Linked DNA regions of Mus musculus: all the other regions are linked to region 1. Evidence: chromatin contacts called from public Hi-C, Micro-C and promoter capture Hi-C data. All regions are on one chromosome and are shown on one strand. The core of a region is the stretch at or near the end of the contact, and the rest is flanking DNA. Distances in the headings are between cores, read along the strand shown.

Region 1 (3,511 bases), core at 265-2,764:
TCTGTTGACTCAAAATATACTAATATTCCCCATTTATGAAATGAAATAGACAGCAAGAGTCATCCTGACTCATATGCAAACACCTTTAAACAGACTAACAGCCATTTTCGCAGACTAATGCCTACGAGACATCCCACCACAACGTAAAAACAGAAGAACAGACCTTTTGGAGAACTGTTTCTCAGAAACAACTGTGATTTTATTCTTCAGGCGTTCAATGTGAACAACATTGCCAAGATTTCCAGTTTTTCCATTGACTTTAACCTTCTCCCGTAGAAACTGTTCCTATTTTCAAACAGAAAGAATGCAAAACTAGGGAAGGAAACCCTAGATGGTCACTAGGGAAGGTACCCTAGGAGCACAGCTTAGGTTAATATCAAGTACTACATTTAAATGCCAACAACTATGCAATCACAGTAAGACACTTACAAAATTTCCAGAGTCAAAAATTCCATCTTCTACTGGATGAGTAAGGTCCAAATGAAACCTCCAGGTGGACTTCTTAGGCTTCTTGTCTTTCTGCTAGACATAATTATGATGCCATTAAAGCAGTTTATTCAGCTTAGACACTGAATTCCCAAGAAAAAAATTACCAACTCAGCATACATCTGGTATAATGGGTTATACACAGACTTGACCAACACCTGAAGGAGCCTGTGCTCTATGTAAAGGTTACTCATTAGCTTGGTTTAAACCAATGTTTCAATTCCCATGAAACGTCATCATTTCCAGTTAAGTACCTTCCAAGTGTAAGCTTATTTTAGTAGAGAAATCTTGCTTGATTATGAAGAACTGCTTCCTACTGTAACTGATGTTATTTCCAATTTCAAATTAAAACACCCACCTGGGTGCTTTTCAAGTTTTATCTGAACTTAAAACACCATTTTTAGGGTAATGGGTCTCTTTATGCTTTATTGTAATTGGTCCAAACAGAGTCACCTAAATGGCTACCAATTAATAATACCTTCACCACCCTCCAATTATCGCAAACCCGGAACTGGCATTTGAGTGAATGACGGGGTGGACTCGCTCACTGCCGTGCAGTGAACAGGCAGTCCCGATGGGGCCATCAGACGTCACTCAGTTTTGAATCCTTACTCAGCAACCTTATTTTTAACAATTTTGGTTATAGTGACTTTCCAAATGTTTAAACCACGCTCTTCAAACTGCTAACGTCATTGCAACCGCGGACCTGGCCACTTAGGCTCTCTTCCGTTGACAGGGTGACCACAGGCCATGGAGAAACCCAGAGGCCCAGAGACCGACCGCGCCCGCCGATACTAAGCTAGTCGCGGGCCCGGCTCCCGCCGCGCAGGCCGCACGGCACTCACGGACGGCTCCGCAACCCGGATTCTATCGTCCCAGTCGAGCCGCCAGGCCGACTCTCTTCCCACCGCCTTCTCTCCTGCGGCGCTCCCGCTCGCTAGACGCAATAGCTACCTGTAATACCCGAGCCCCGCACACGCGCGCGCACTCACCGGCGCCATGTTGAGCTGCAGCCGTGGGAAGAGAACGGGCTTGCGCCGCACGCACGCTTTTATATAAAAACGTGCTGCGTCATACGCAGAGCGTGCGAAATACGCAACTCGGAACCGGATATGCACGGAGTGCTTGGCAGTCACCTAGGAAACGGAGGCGTGGCGTTGGGGGGCGGGGATGCCCTGGCGTTTGGTTTCCGCCTGCGTCTTCGAGTGGGAAGCCGGAGCCGACTGATTCTCTGCTCTGGCTGTGGACTTTGCAAACTTACAAACCAGAGTGGAGTAAGTTCAAGGGATGCAGGAGTTATCTGTTATAATTCAGGGCAAGGCAGACTCTCAATGTTGCTTTATGATCGTCTCTATTATGTTGCGATTATAGTCCTCCAGAGAAAAAGTTCTATGCTTTGCCTAGCTTTTAAGGTAGAGGATGTCCTTCTGAGAAGAACAAGTTGAGTACACTTTGGGTTTATTGGATAGGCATAATTTATTGTACTTTCTACTTACTGACTCACAATCTGCTGAAACCTAACTATCAATGTTTACAAAGTACACTAGGATGGACGTACCTTGATGACAGAAAGTAAAAAAGCATTTGAATTTTGAGCGGTTGTAATTGACGCCAGGTCAGAAAAGTGGTGAGGCTGTTGGTGTTCAGTAGTATACGTTTCTGTTAGTGTGAAACTCTAGTATTTAGGGACAGGAGATGGGATGGACTTTAGTTGTTGATTTGGAAAAGGCCCTAGAATGTAAGAGTTGTGTTCTATCCAAGCGATCGGTAATAGGCGTTAATACAGTGTAGGGTATGGTGCTAGTGGTGCTGAGGTTTTAGAAGAAATCAATTTCATTAAATTTTAAAATCTTTTTGCCTTAAGAATCACAAAAACTTTTCGTTCCAAATGTTCAGGCAGGGGCCAGGGTTGACATTTCTTCCTAAAGGGCTTCCTGTTCTGCAGATCAAAATGATCATTAGATATTTTGAAAATAGGCCATTAATTGACATTTAAAATTTTTGTTTTGCTTATCTTTGGCAACTTTCTGTGTCATAACAATAACCACTTAAGCCAATTATTTAAAGGAGATGAGAGACTCCCAGGACTCAAAGGGAGGAACCTTAGATGAAACACCCTACAGTAGGGAGAGGAACTTTTAGAGCCCACCTCCAGCAGGAATACAGGACAACAAGTGAGGGATGGGGTTGCCATCCCACAGTCACACCTCTGACCCATAATTGTTCCTGTCTGAAAGAATTACCTGGATGGAAATGGAGAGGAGCCTGAGGAAAAGAAGGTCCAGCTACAGACCCAAAGTGGGATCCAGCTCAAGGGGAGGCCCCAGGGCTATTACTGAGGGAGGCTATGTATAGAGTGTTCACAAAAAGGATCCTATCATGACTGCCCTCCAAAAGACCCAACAAGCAGCTGAAAGAGTCAGATGCAGATATTTGAACCCAACCAATGGACAGAAGCAGCTGAACCCTGTTGAATTAGGGAAGGCTGAAAGAAGCTGAGAAGAGGGTCTGTTCTACAGTAGGAGGCCCAGCAGTCTCAATCTGGACCCTCAAGATCTCTCAAACACTGGACCACCAACCAGGCAGCATATACCAGCTGATATAGGCCCCCAACACACATACAGTAGAGGACTTCCCAGTCTGTGTTCATTCAGAGATGATGCCTCTAACCCCCAACAGGCTGGAGACCCCAGGGAGTTTAGAGGTCGGGGTGGGGGTGGGGGTGGGGGGGCGTGGGGACATCCACGTAGAGACGGGGCCGGGTGGGGAGGAGATGTGGGATGTGGAGCAGATGGAGGGTGGATGGAGGGCAAGAAATGGAATATGGAGTGTAAAAAAATTAAAAATTAAATTTTAAAAAATAGACGAGTAAAATGAAAAAAATTAAAAGTGATTCTAAGTAACTGGTCATCCCCCAAATACTAAATTAGAAACCATAATGGGTGAAAATGATTAAACTTTTTTCTCTGGATTAAAAAAAATATTAACCAGATAGCAAGAATTAATGTTGTCAATAGTTCTTTCT
Region 2 (3,593 bases), core at 225-2,724, 2.1 Mb before region 1:
TGTGTGTGTGTGTGTGTGTGTGTGTGTGAAAAAAGCTGAGCCAGCATCCACTCAATCTATTTAACATACACGTGTGCCGTGTGCCTTCTTGTGTGTGTTAGAGGGAGGCGGGGCAGAAACTGTGACCTTTCTGATCAGTCTGATGAGGCAGTATTCACATCCAATTTATGAAACATAATTATATATGATATAGAATCTGAAACTAGAATCACCTGTGGTGACTAACCTTCTGGGGGAAAAAAAAGGTAGTGTTGCAACTTTTAAAGGGAAATATCAAACAATTGCAAAACTAGACAGAGAAAGGACTTGCATTCCTAAAATCCCTCTTTGACTGTCAATCTCTCATAGCCCAGTGTGCTCCAGACCCCCAAAATGAAACAAATCCTCAGTTTACATTTTAACTTCAGTCAGTTATTCTAAAAGATCAGTTTTTTAAGTAATCTAATTATGGAGCCAGCCAAAATGGCACAGGGGCTAAGGACTCTTGCCAGAAGTCAGAATACCTGAGATGCAACTACTGACACACGAGGAGACTATTCCTGAAAGCTGTCCTCTTTTACGTGTGTGCACACAGGAAGACAGAACACAGACAGACACACAGAGAGAAATGTTTTAAAATGGTAAAATGTAATTATGATACCCTTTCAAAAACTAAAAATATTTCCTCAAAATCCAGAACATTCCAAAACCAGGGCACAGTCAAGTTCCACAAGTTTTGCTGTTAGGGCTCTCATTTTACTTGGCATTCTCATAGGAGGTAACCTGTTAACTTAAAAACTTGACTCACAAGGAAATGCTAGGTATAGGTCATGCCAATATGTGCTAGCATACATTCATAAATATAAAGCACCACTTTTCGCGTGTCCTCTGTCACTGTGGGCATGATCTACCTCTGGGATCTAAGGAACAACGCCCTAATCAGATCATTTGCACAAGTTGGAGACGAAGGGGAACAGGGACATGGTGGAGGGTTGCCACCGTTTGGCCACCACCGCAGAAGGAGAGAAGTTGCTTAAGCCTCGCTCCCCAGGGCGGGTCCCCGAGCCAGCCGCCCCGCTCCAGTACCAACCGCCCTTGCAGAGCAGCAGTGACCCGGTGCGCCCGGGCAGGGTTCAACCGCCCTGCAAGTGCCCGCAAGTGCCGGGAAGTCCGCGAGGAACGCCACACACCCACCTCACCTCTCTGCCTGCTGCAGAAGGCTGGGAGCCGCCCCGGGGGAACCGGGCGCCCGTGGGACACTGCCCTCGTCCGCCACAGACGTCGGCGGTGGCTTCCCGCTCCGCACCGCAGCGTCACCCCGAGTCCTAGGAAGGGAAGCCTCGTCGCGACGCGACCGGCCAGTGGCCTCCACGAGTCGTGCGCTCACCTCAGCTGGCACTCCTCAGTCCCTGGCGTAGCGTGAGTAGCCAAAAGCCACCAACCTCCGTAACTGCCTGAGCGGCAGGTCCGCGCGTCGCTCACCTCCGCTCGCCCCGCCCACCCACGCCCCGCCCGCCCCAGGTGAGTCCCCTCGAGGGGCGGGGCCACGCGAGGCTCACCTCCGCTCGCCCCGCCCCGCCTCCTGTCTTTGGTTACTGCGGGAGTAATCCGGATGCTCTTCTTTTCTTTCAGTAGTCAGGCCCAGACTGCTCAGGGTAAGGTGCGTGACTCCACACTGTGGTCTTCCATCTAGCTCATACTGGAAAAAACAGCTTGCATGCGGGCACTTCCGAGTTGACAGTGCGTAGGACGCCCCCTGCGGGTTGGGCGACAAGAGGCGACCGAGTTGACCGACTGAGTAGGCAGAAGATTGCAGGAGTTGCAGGGTGAGGGGAAACTCTTTCCTAGTGTGTCAGGCTTTGAGGATCTAATCCCAGTTTGAAATGCTCCTAACTGCCGTTGTGTCACCCACCACCTCTTGCTCTGTAGCTAGTTTCTCAAGTTTACCTTTCAGTCTGCAGACGAATATGCTCCCAAGACCACAAGACTTGAGCCACTAAGCAGTTACCTTAGTGCACTATAAATTCTGATTTTTCAAAATTAAAGTCTGCGATAACATATATTGCATTTCTTTCTTTGCCGGCCTGTATTAACTCAGCAAATATTTGTTGAGAGCCTATGGCCTGTTAGTTATTTAAACATTTAGCACATGGCAAGCTTGCTTGTTTCCCACTGCTCTCTAAGGGGATCCATGAGTGGAATTGTAGTCTAGGCCTTTCCACCTCCCGCTGGGGCTGAACTGACCTTGCCAGGAACTCAGAAATGGCCTGACAGGGCAGTAAAGGTACCCTGGCTGTTAAATATGGGCTGTAAGGGGAACTGGGGTGTGCCCATCTCCCAGCTCAGAGGAAACATCCTGGAAGAAAGGAGAAATGATGAAATCCAGTGAGGTTGTGAGGTGCTTCAGCCCAGAGCTCCCCAGGGGCAGAGATGGAAGATTGCCAGAAATGGCTGGGGGAATCCCTTTTGTGGAGAAGGAGGGAAGGAACAATAGTAGGTATGCAGTTAGTTCATGGGTCTAAAAAAAACAGCAGCCACCATCTCTGGAGTGTGAACATCAAACAGAGCCAGCCATACATCTCTCTAAACTAACTAACTGTACAACAACCTTGCCTGCTAGGCTTGACAGAGCAGGCAGTGCCATCCTTCGGTGGAGTGGTGCCTTGCTAGAAGAGGGCTGGAGCGGTAGCTCCTAGGAGCCAGCCTACACTCTCCCAGTGCCTTTCTCAATGGTCCAGGAGGCTGAGCCCACTCTCTTCTTCCATCCCCAAATGTATTATTAATAGCTGTCCCGAGACCTTTCCCATCTAGAGGTGTTGGGACGACTACATACCAGATTCCAGGAGGCTCCTGTCTGGAGAGCTGTTGGCGAGATTTTGGCAGACCCATTGCGTCTCAGTTTCTCCTCTTCTGTAATAATGGAACTGAAGGTGAGCCCAAGGCCTCTTCTGTCTCCCTTTTGACAGAATTCATTCAGAAAAGTGCTATGATGGCTAACCTGCCCTCCAACTTGATTGGTTTGGAGTCACCATGGAAACACACTTCTGGATGTATCTGGGAGGCCATTTCCTGAGAAGTTCATGTAGGTGAGAAACCCATCTTGAATGTCGGCAGCACCGTCCTTGCAGACCAGGGTCTTGGATCAAATGAAAGGGAGAAATGGAGCTGAGCTTCTGTCTCTCTGTTACCTGACAGCAGCTGGCCCCTCTCCCGTCACCTGCCTTGGCAGCCACTGTAGCCTGAAGAAGCCCTTCCTGCCTGAAGTTGCTTTTGTGAGGTTCTTTGTCACGGGAATAAAGACATGAACTGAGGTAGGAATCCAGAGCTTCTGGAAACCCACATCAGAGGTTTTCATCCCAATTCTCCTACCTCTAAATTGTCAGATGTCTACCAGAGACACATACTGTCTCAATAATTCCTCACTTTAACTTCTTGGAAAGTCCTATTCTTCTTCAGGGAGGTAATTTACCAAGCTAAAGTGTAGCAGATGCAGCTGCTGGGGAGATGCAGCAGGAAAGTCCTGGGAAGCCTGGCACTCTTGCTGAGGACCTCCTCCTCTCTCTCTAGTTTCCTTCTTGCTGGGAGCTGGGGGTGAAATAGGAATTGTAGACCAA
Region 3 (3,409 bases), core at 642-3,141, 2.3 Mb before region 1:
GCATGCACACCTCGGCATGCTCAAGCCCACACCTACGCACACACGCCTTAACGATTAAACATTTAAAACCCCAGCCAATGCTTCTAAAATCATGTGGGATTTTTTTTGGTAAGTTTTATATATATATAATGAGTGTGACTGTTTTATATATGTCCACCCCATGAATGGCAGGTACATAGGTGAGACAAGGGCGTCAGACCTCTTAGAACTGGGATTGCAAATGGTCATGAGCCACCATGTGGGTGCTGGGAACTGAACCCAGGTCCTCTGTAAGAGCGATGAGTGCTTTTAATCAGTGTCAGCTTAAGCCATATTGTTTTCATATGGTTGTTTAGTTGGTTATTTTTCTATCAGTCCCAGGGATTCAAATTAGGGCCTCACTATAGCCCCTGCTAAATCATGTTTATGAATGACAATCTGAGTGTCTGAATTTATAGGTTAAATCAATAAAGGACACCACTTTAATGTCCTGTAACGTTTGATATAACTAAGTTCCTGTGCACATTAATAACCGAGTCAACTTTAATTTTATTTGTATTTATTTATTTATATTGATTTGAGACAGGACCTCGTTTAACCAGACTGAGATTAGAGGTACCTGCTGTGGCTGCCTCTGCCCACCTTAGTTTCATTATCAACTAGAAATATTCTTCTTCATAGGAGAAACATGGCATACTTAAACCCTCACATATATTTCCTCACAAAGGAGGTTCTCACTCATAGTCCATAAAGATAACATAGAGTTACAGTACCTACAGAGGGAAAGAATCCTACTTAAGTCAAACTCCAAAATAACTTAGATTTCATTCTGAAGATCAATTTGTATAGTATATTGAGTCGATTAAAATCGAGACACAGATGAACACCGATAAAATCCTGAACTTCTTGGTCACTGGCTACTTGCGGGTGAGTTCAGACCGCTTCTGCAGGGTAACTCTGACCATCATTAGGCAAGAGACTGACCCCTAGTGGTGAGACATAGCATCATCATTCAGCCAACCAGGGCCAAAGTTGTCTGTCCCACTTCCGATCTCCTACAAGCCCAAACCACACTGCTAGGGAGAGACCATTTTAACCCAGGAAATACCTCCTACATAAACGCATGCGTATGCTTTAAAAAAAAATTCTAAATCAACTTTTCTGCAACACATTTGTTCATAGTATCAAACAAAAAATTCCTTAAAATTGCACTTTTCCAACTCCCGTAGAACTTATGTTGCCTCCTCTCAGACTTGCAGGGCCACAGTGGAGCGCCGATTTACACCTCCCCCTCCCCGCCCTCCCCCACACCAGAACCCCGCTGCTGCTGAGAAAAAACAGTTTTCACTCCTCCCTCCCTACACAGCAAAACATGGAACCTGCTAGAGCCGGAGGGATCTTCCACATTCCGCTCCGTGCCGCCGTGCCAGCAACTCTCACCGTAAATGTATCAAATGTATCTGTTTTCCACCTCGGCTGAAAAGCTTGCTTGCTTGTTTGTTTGTTTGTTTGTAGTGGGCAACAGTTAATGTGAACTCAAATTTCACCGTGCTAAGAATAAACGATAGGTGGGGGCTGGAGAGATGGCTCAGCGGTTAAGAGCGCTGACTGCTCTTCGGAAGGTCATGAGTTCAATTCCGGACATGGTGGCTCACAACCATCCATCCGTAACGAGATCTGACGCCCTCTTCTGGAGTGTCTGAAGACAGCTACGGTGTACTTACATATAATAAATAAATCTTAAAAAAAAAAAAAAAAGGTGTATTCAGCCATAAAACTTGGACATCTATGTCAATACTCTATCCCAAGGAGTAAAATGCTCTGTCGAACTTGACCTGGCTACTGTACTCATGCACCCGGTTGCTGTGGCTGCCTGCCGGTAAGACTTGCACAAAAATGAAACCAAATTCCAAAATGAATTGGGGCGCGCGTGCGCGCGGGGGGGGGGGGTTGCCTCAAGGTCCCACTCCTAGGGAAGGACCTACCGGCAGCTGGTGGTTGCTGAGGGAAGGGGGGTCATTTTTTAGCGTAGCTGCTGGTAGTTTGCTCTGTGGTCCTGTGGATGGCTCCAGAGCCCTGTGCACAGGGGCAGCTCTGATTGGCTATGAGTTATGAAGGGGAGGAAGACAAGTAGGGATCTAGCTGCAGCGAGGAGGGGGTCCAGTTAGAGCTGAGATGGAATATGGAGGGTGGATGAACAAAATACATTGTACAAACGCATGGAATTCTCAAATAAAAACAGTATATTTCGGGGGCTGGTGAGATGGCTCAGTGGGTAAGAGCACCCGACAGCTCTTCCGAAGGTCAGGAGTTCAAATCCCAGCAACCACATGGTGGCTTACAACCATCGGATCACAAGATCTGACTCCCTCTTCTGGAGTGTCTGAAGACAGCTACAGTGTACTTACATATAATAAATATTTAAAAAAAAAAAAAAACCAGTATATTCTAAAACCTCCCAATCAATGCACGAACTAAACTTTTAAGCTTAAAATAAGGAAAGTTTAGAAAAACATCAAGGTTGACACAAAAACATAAGGGTTGCTTCTCAGCCGTGTATGTGTGAAGCGATGGGCCCAATCTTCAACAATATGAGCAAAAATCAAACCATACAGTAAAACTGAGTCAGACCATTCACAAATACAGCTCCTGCGGTACACGGGAACATCTGTGTTAGGGAAAACCTTAGTGATAAGAAAAGAAAAAAAAAAAAAAAGGTTGCTTACATTTTCTCCAGGGGCTACTTGGGCAAGCTCTAGGCCAATGAGAAACCCTAGCTTAACAACAAAAATAACAAAAGAAAAAGATGGACCCGAGGATCACTTGAGACTGTCTGAGGCCTGTGTACCACAAGCACACCCAAAATTCCAAAGTTACGTTTTTGCAATATATATTTTATTCTTAAGTATTAATATAAAGTCAGAGAACTACTCACAAAGTTCTTACGAAAAATTTCAAACTTTTATTCATGAGGAGACAATGATGCTTGGCACTTGTGTGGTGGTCAAAGGACAACTTCCAGGAGTGGCTTCCCGACTTCCACCATGTGGATCCCAGGGGTTCCACTTTCGTTGTGAGGACTGTTGACAAGGGCCCGCACTACTGAACCATCTCACCCCTAAGTAACTCCAAGACAAGGCCTTCTATCATAAGTTGATCTGGAATTCTGAATACAGCCAAGGAGACTCTTGAACTCCTGATCCTCTGGTCTCCCAGGTTAGCACTTGGGATTTCGTGTTTGCCACCGTGCCCAGCTTGCGATAAGTTTTAGATTCTAGTACTAAAAACCCAGCGCCTTCCTTTTTTATTTTAAACTACTTTAGAGAACACTCTGCAGATAAAACACGCCATATGCTGAAATTAGCCAGACCCACACCATGCCACTCAAATGAACTTCTATATTTAGAACAGCCATTTGGAACAGAAACAG
Region 4 (3,727 bases), core at 180-2,679, 2.3 Mb before region 1:
ATTTCTAGCAGAAATCCACAAGTGGTGCTCACAACCACCCAAGTCATCCAACTGGCTACAGGTTTCAAAACTGTTTCCAAAAACTTTCCCATGACACCCAAAGATGCTCCCTCCCAAACTCCCTCACCCTGGGTTTCCAAGGCTGCCCGACATTCCCGACCCCACCACCACCACCACCACGACCACCCCACCCCACCCCACTCTGTGACCCTAGGCATTGAGTGTGTCTCCCTGGTGGAGTTTCCTCCCCGCAGGGTACTTGTTCTTCCCAATAGCTAGCAGCCTGCTGAGCAGAACTGGAGAAGGGTGTCACCCTGGCAGAGAGAGGGTGGGAAGCACAGTCACTGCAGGAATCCCAGGGGCAAACGGTAGGTAAAGATGGTGACAAGTCAGATAAGCAGGCCCTGAACTGAGAGAACCAACTGAGACTCACTAATCCGGGCAGTCCAGAGACTCCTCGAATGTGAACGGAACCTCATCCGGGTGACTCCGGAGTGCCATGCAGTCTAAGAAGCTCAGCTCAGCCTACACCTATTTGAAATTGCCCTTTGTTCTCTTCTCCTCGGGCCTATAGACAGCTCTAATCGGAAGCCCACTGGAGATGGCACAGTGGGGGTGGGGGGAGGACTGGAGTGTCTCTTTGGTCGATTAGCTTGGGTACCTGGGATGATGAAATCATGGGGAATTAACAATAGTGTATATGATTTCCCACCATGTGTATATGATTTGATTCATGAAATTCTCAAAGCCATTGATTGACCAGTGTTACCTTTATCATCTCATGTTCAGATAAAGAAACTGAGGCTGACAGGTGGCTCTTTAGGACTAATTCTCCTACAGGGTTGGATTGGAGATGTCAAAAATGTATCATCCAGAGGTCTCTGAGTCTCCAAACTTCTGAGAGCCCTGTCTAAAATCCCCAATTCTAGCCCAACCTGCCTCTGGAAGCTGCTTGCAAACTTGGAGTCCTTACCTGGAAGGATGAGGATGTCCACCAGGGGTTTGCAGTGGTAGAGACCAGTGGCCATGACGCAGTCAGCCCACAGGCCCTTGGAGCCCAGTTCGTCCATTTTTCGGCAGGTGGGGATGGTGTAGCTGCAGGTCACCACCCAGTCATTGGTGGACGTTGTGACGATGATGCCAATCCAACCCACGAAGCTCGTGACGAAACCCACCACCTGAAGGCAAGTGGCTACCATGGTGGCCGCAGCGACGTCCACGCAGCTCGACTCACACGGATTGTGCCCCCTGTGTCGTCCTGGACAGAGCCTTCCCTAGGCTTGCCCTCTTGGCCCTCGCGAGCCGCTGGCTCCGGGCTACTCGAGATGGGGAGAGAGCGGCTGCAAGCACTGCTGCGACAGCGTGCAGCGGGGACAGGTGCGCCTGGAGGGGACTGCAGCGCTGCTGGGCAGCGCGTCCCCGCCCCCTCTTTAAACTCCGGGGCCCGGGCTGGCAAGCGCCAATCCGCGACAGCCCCCGAGACGAGCCGGCCAATCGCAAGCCAGGCTTCGGTGCGGGTGTAGAAGGGAGCAGGGGCTGAGGAGGGGCAGCAGGCTGCCCCACGGCTGGTGACACACGGTCAGCGCTGGGAATTAAATTAATCCCATCCCGATAGGGACCCGCAGAGTGAAGGGGGCGCGTCCAGCTCCTGTTGGGTTTGTTAAGCGTAGTCTCACTCCTAGAGAAGTAGTCTCTCTCTCTCTCTCTCTATGTCTCCCTCCTAAACTTCTACCAACTCTCCGACCGCTCCCTCTTCTCTGCTGTGGACACTTCCAAGGGCACCTAGTACATTTTCCTATGCCCCTAAGGAACAGAGGGGACACATTCAGCACTCCGATGTTGCCATAAGAAAAGACCGGGGAGAGGGCTTAGATAGCTTAGTAAGTGAGGGCCCTTACTGCGCTGGCACACGAGAGAGCCTCAATCCCAATGCCCAGCACCCAGTACAAAGCCTGCCATGGTGCTTACTAAGTCCGTAACCCGGTGCTGTTAGACTGATACGGAAGGACCTCTGAGTTTGCTAGCTGCCATTCTAGAGCCAGGTTCAGTGCCATTCTGTGGCTCGAGGAAATAAGGTAGATGGGGATAGAGCAGGACACGGGACATCCTCCTAGTGCACACGTGTGTACACAGACACACACCCCACACACACCGCCACACATAAACACACACATACACACTTCGCAAGAAACAAATAACACAATAAAGATGGTGCCAGCAGAATTAACTCTGGTCACAATAATGGTGACGATTACTCACTGTTATTAATACTTGATAAGTGCATGTGTTCTTATACCACAGCTTACTGAATTGTCCACACTTTGCAGTGGGGACAACTGTCAATTCTACACAGAAGAAACAGCCCCCCAAAGGACAAGCTCCTGAAGTTCACACAGCTAGGAAGGAGACTCCGTGGGCCCCGCTCATTCCTGTCCCTGACCTTTCCTGAGAATCCATCCTGGTTATCACTTTCTGAATGTTCCTAAAGGGCTTGGTGTTCCATTTGTGATACATTAAAAGCCAGGCATTCTGCCCAGATCACTGTAAATAAGTTAGCTTCTGTTCTCCACCGAGAAAACCGATAGCCCAGATTGAGTGGGAAGCAGAAGCTATCAGCAAAGGCTACCAGGCAGCCCCCTTCTCTACACGCATTCAGATAAGGCTCATTCTGTGCCCTTGGGCGGAGGGAGGCACTGGGGATGAACCCACGGACTTGAGCAAGCCAGACAATGCTCTACCATTGAGCTACAGCTTCGGACTTGTGCAATTTTAAGTCAAGAAAAGGATTGCTTATCTTACTGTATGGCTTGATCTAGTCACCTGGGCCTCTTCCCCCTCTCCTCTTATTCTATTTAAAATGGTGGCAGATTTCAGCAAATGGACATTTTGCTCATCATCCTGTTGAGCTTGCTGCAGTTATCCCCATGATGGATGGGGTCATACATGCCACCAACTCTTCAAGCCAAGACTGCCCTTGATCAAGGAGACTAGTGGGATATCTATGTGGCTGGTGGGTTGGTCTTGGAGTGGGCTGTCTCTCAGTCTATGTGACTGGTGGGTTGGCCTTGCACTGGGCTGGCTCAGCCTATGTGACTGGTGGGTTGGTCTTGGAGTGAGAATGGCAAACACTTTATTACTGTTACTGTGGCCTATGGGGGATAACTCCTGCAATGTGTTTGACGCAGGCCTGGTGCTGTTGATTGACAAGTTAGTCGCTATTTGAGCTACCCAGACCAGCCTGCATAGTCCAAGGCCTGGCTCCACTACTACTGCCTACGGGATCAAAACATTTCACATTGCTTTTTAAAAGAATAAGTATGTTTGTATCCGACCCCTGAGAATTCCGTGTGTCTTTTACTACATTATTTACCTACTTTGTGTGCATATGTGTGCATGGCACACGCATAGAGGTCAGAGGACAGCTGCAGAAGTCAGTGTTCTTCCACCGAGTGGGTCCCAGGGACCACAGGCAGGACTTCAGGCTGATGGCAGTGCCTTTCCCTGTGAGCCTTCACGTCGGTTTTATGTAATGTTTCTCGGTTCCCTGTCATTTGTAAAGTGGGATGAACACGGAGCCTACCGTATAGTTCTTTTTATGGGTATCTGAGTCACTATACATACCGAGCTGAAAGCAATGTCTGCAACAAATCCTCAAGAAACCTGGACACTAGATTACGATGTGAAGCTCAGAATTCTTGTTCTTGCAGTCTCCTTTTGCTCTCGCAGG

The links. Promoter capture Hi-C pulls out the DNA fragments that hold promoters and counts their contacts. A called contact is a pair of places that touch in the nucleus more often than the background predicts.
Region 2: a contact with region 1 is called in a promoter capture Hi-C map of liver, with 2.8 times the contacts expected there. The contact joins the promoter of Gpr160 here to the promoter of Rpl22l1 in region 1. A contact is called at or near these places in 1 of 39 promoter capture datasets (liver) and 2 of 9 other capture datasets (adipose tissue and liver).
Region 3: a Hi-C map of uterus shows a contact between it and region 1, with 9 times the contacts expected there. The contact joins the enhancer-like site here to the promoter of Rpl22l1 in region 1. A contact is called at or near these places in 2 of 39 promoter capture datasets (both in liver), 1 of 484 Hi-C or Micro-C datasets (uterus) and 2 of 9 other capture datasets (adipose tissue and liver).
Region 4: a contact with region 1 is called in a Micro-C map of muscle stem cells, with 12 times the contacts expected there. The contact joins the promoter of Cldn11 here to the promoter of Rpl22l1 in region 1. A contact is called at or near these places in 2 of 39 promoter capture datasets (liver and pre-B cells), 6 of 484 Hi-C or Micro-C datasets (the STO cell line, cumulus cells, female germline stem cells and 3 more), 1 of 115 datasets of contacts at active chromatin or transcription factors (astrocytes) and 1 of 9 other capture datasets (adipose tissue).

What each region holds. Positions count from the first base shown.
Region 1 is chr3:28,803,511-28,807,021 of GRCm38.p6, reverse strand. Rpl22l1 (ribosomal protein L22 like 1) reads right to left here and starts at 1,514. Exons shown (of 4, transcript NM_001347226.2): 1 at 1,479-1,514; 2 at 430-519; 3 at 164-285. The coding sequence starts at 1,487. It overlaps Gm32950 (predicted gene, 32950), which reads left to right and starts at 1,671. Exons shown (of 3, transcript NR_166194.1): 1 at 1,671-1,760.
Region 2 is chr3:30,853,831-30,857,423 of GRCm38.p6, reverse strand. It overlaps Gpr160 (G protein-coupled receptor 160), which reads right to left and starts at 1,474. Exons shown (of 4, transcript NM_001134385.2): 1 at 1,179-1,474. Gm42199 (a long non-coding RNA gene) reads left to right here and starts at 1,615. Exons shown (of 3, transcript XR_880730.3): 1 at 1,615-1,805; 2 at 2,946-3,290.
Region 3 is chr3:31,055,038-31,058,446 of GRCm38.p6, reverse strand. No RefSeq gene overlaps it. Among named protein-coding and RNA genes, the nearest start is that of Gm33641, 2.8 kb to the left of the region's middle. Within about 2 kb of position 1,891, at least 156 of the 459 cell types and tissues checked have an H3K27ac peak or open chromatin away from gene starts, as enhancers often do. A contact at or near this core is called in adipose tissue, liver and uterus, where this site is marked.
Region 4 is chr3:31,147,622-31,151,348 of GRCm38.p6, reverse strand. Cldn11 (claudin 11) reads right to left here and starts at 1,429. Exons shown (of 3, transcript NM_008770.3): 1 at 974-1,429. The coding sequence starts at 1,199.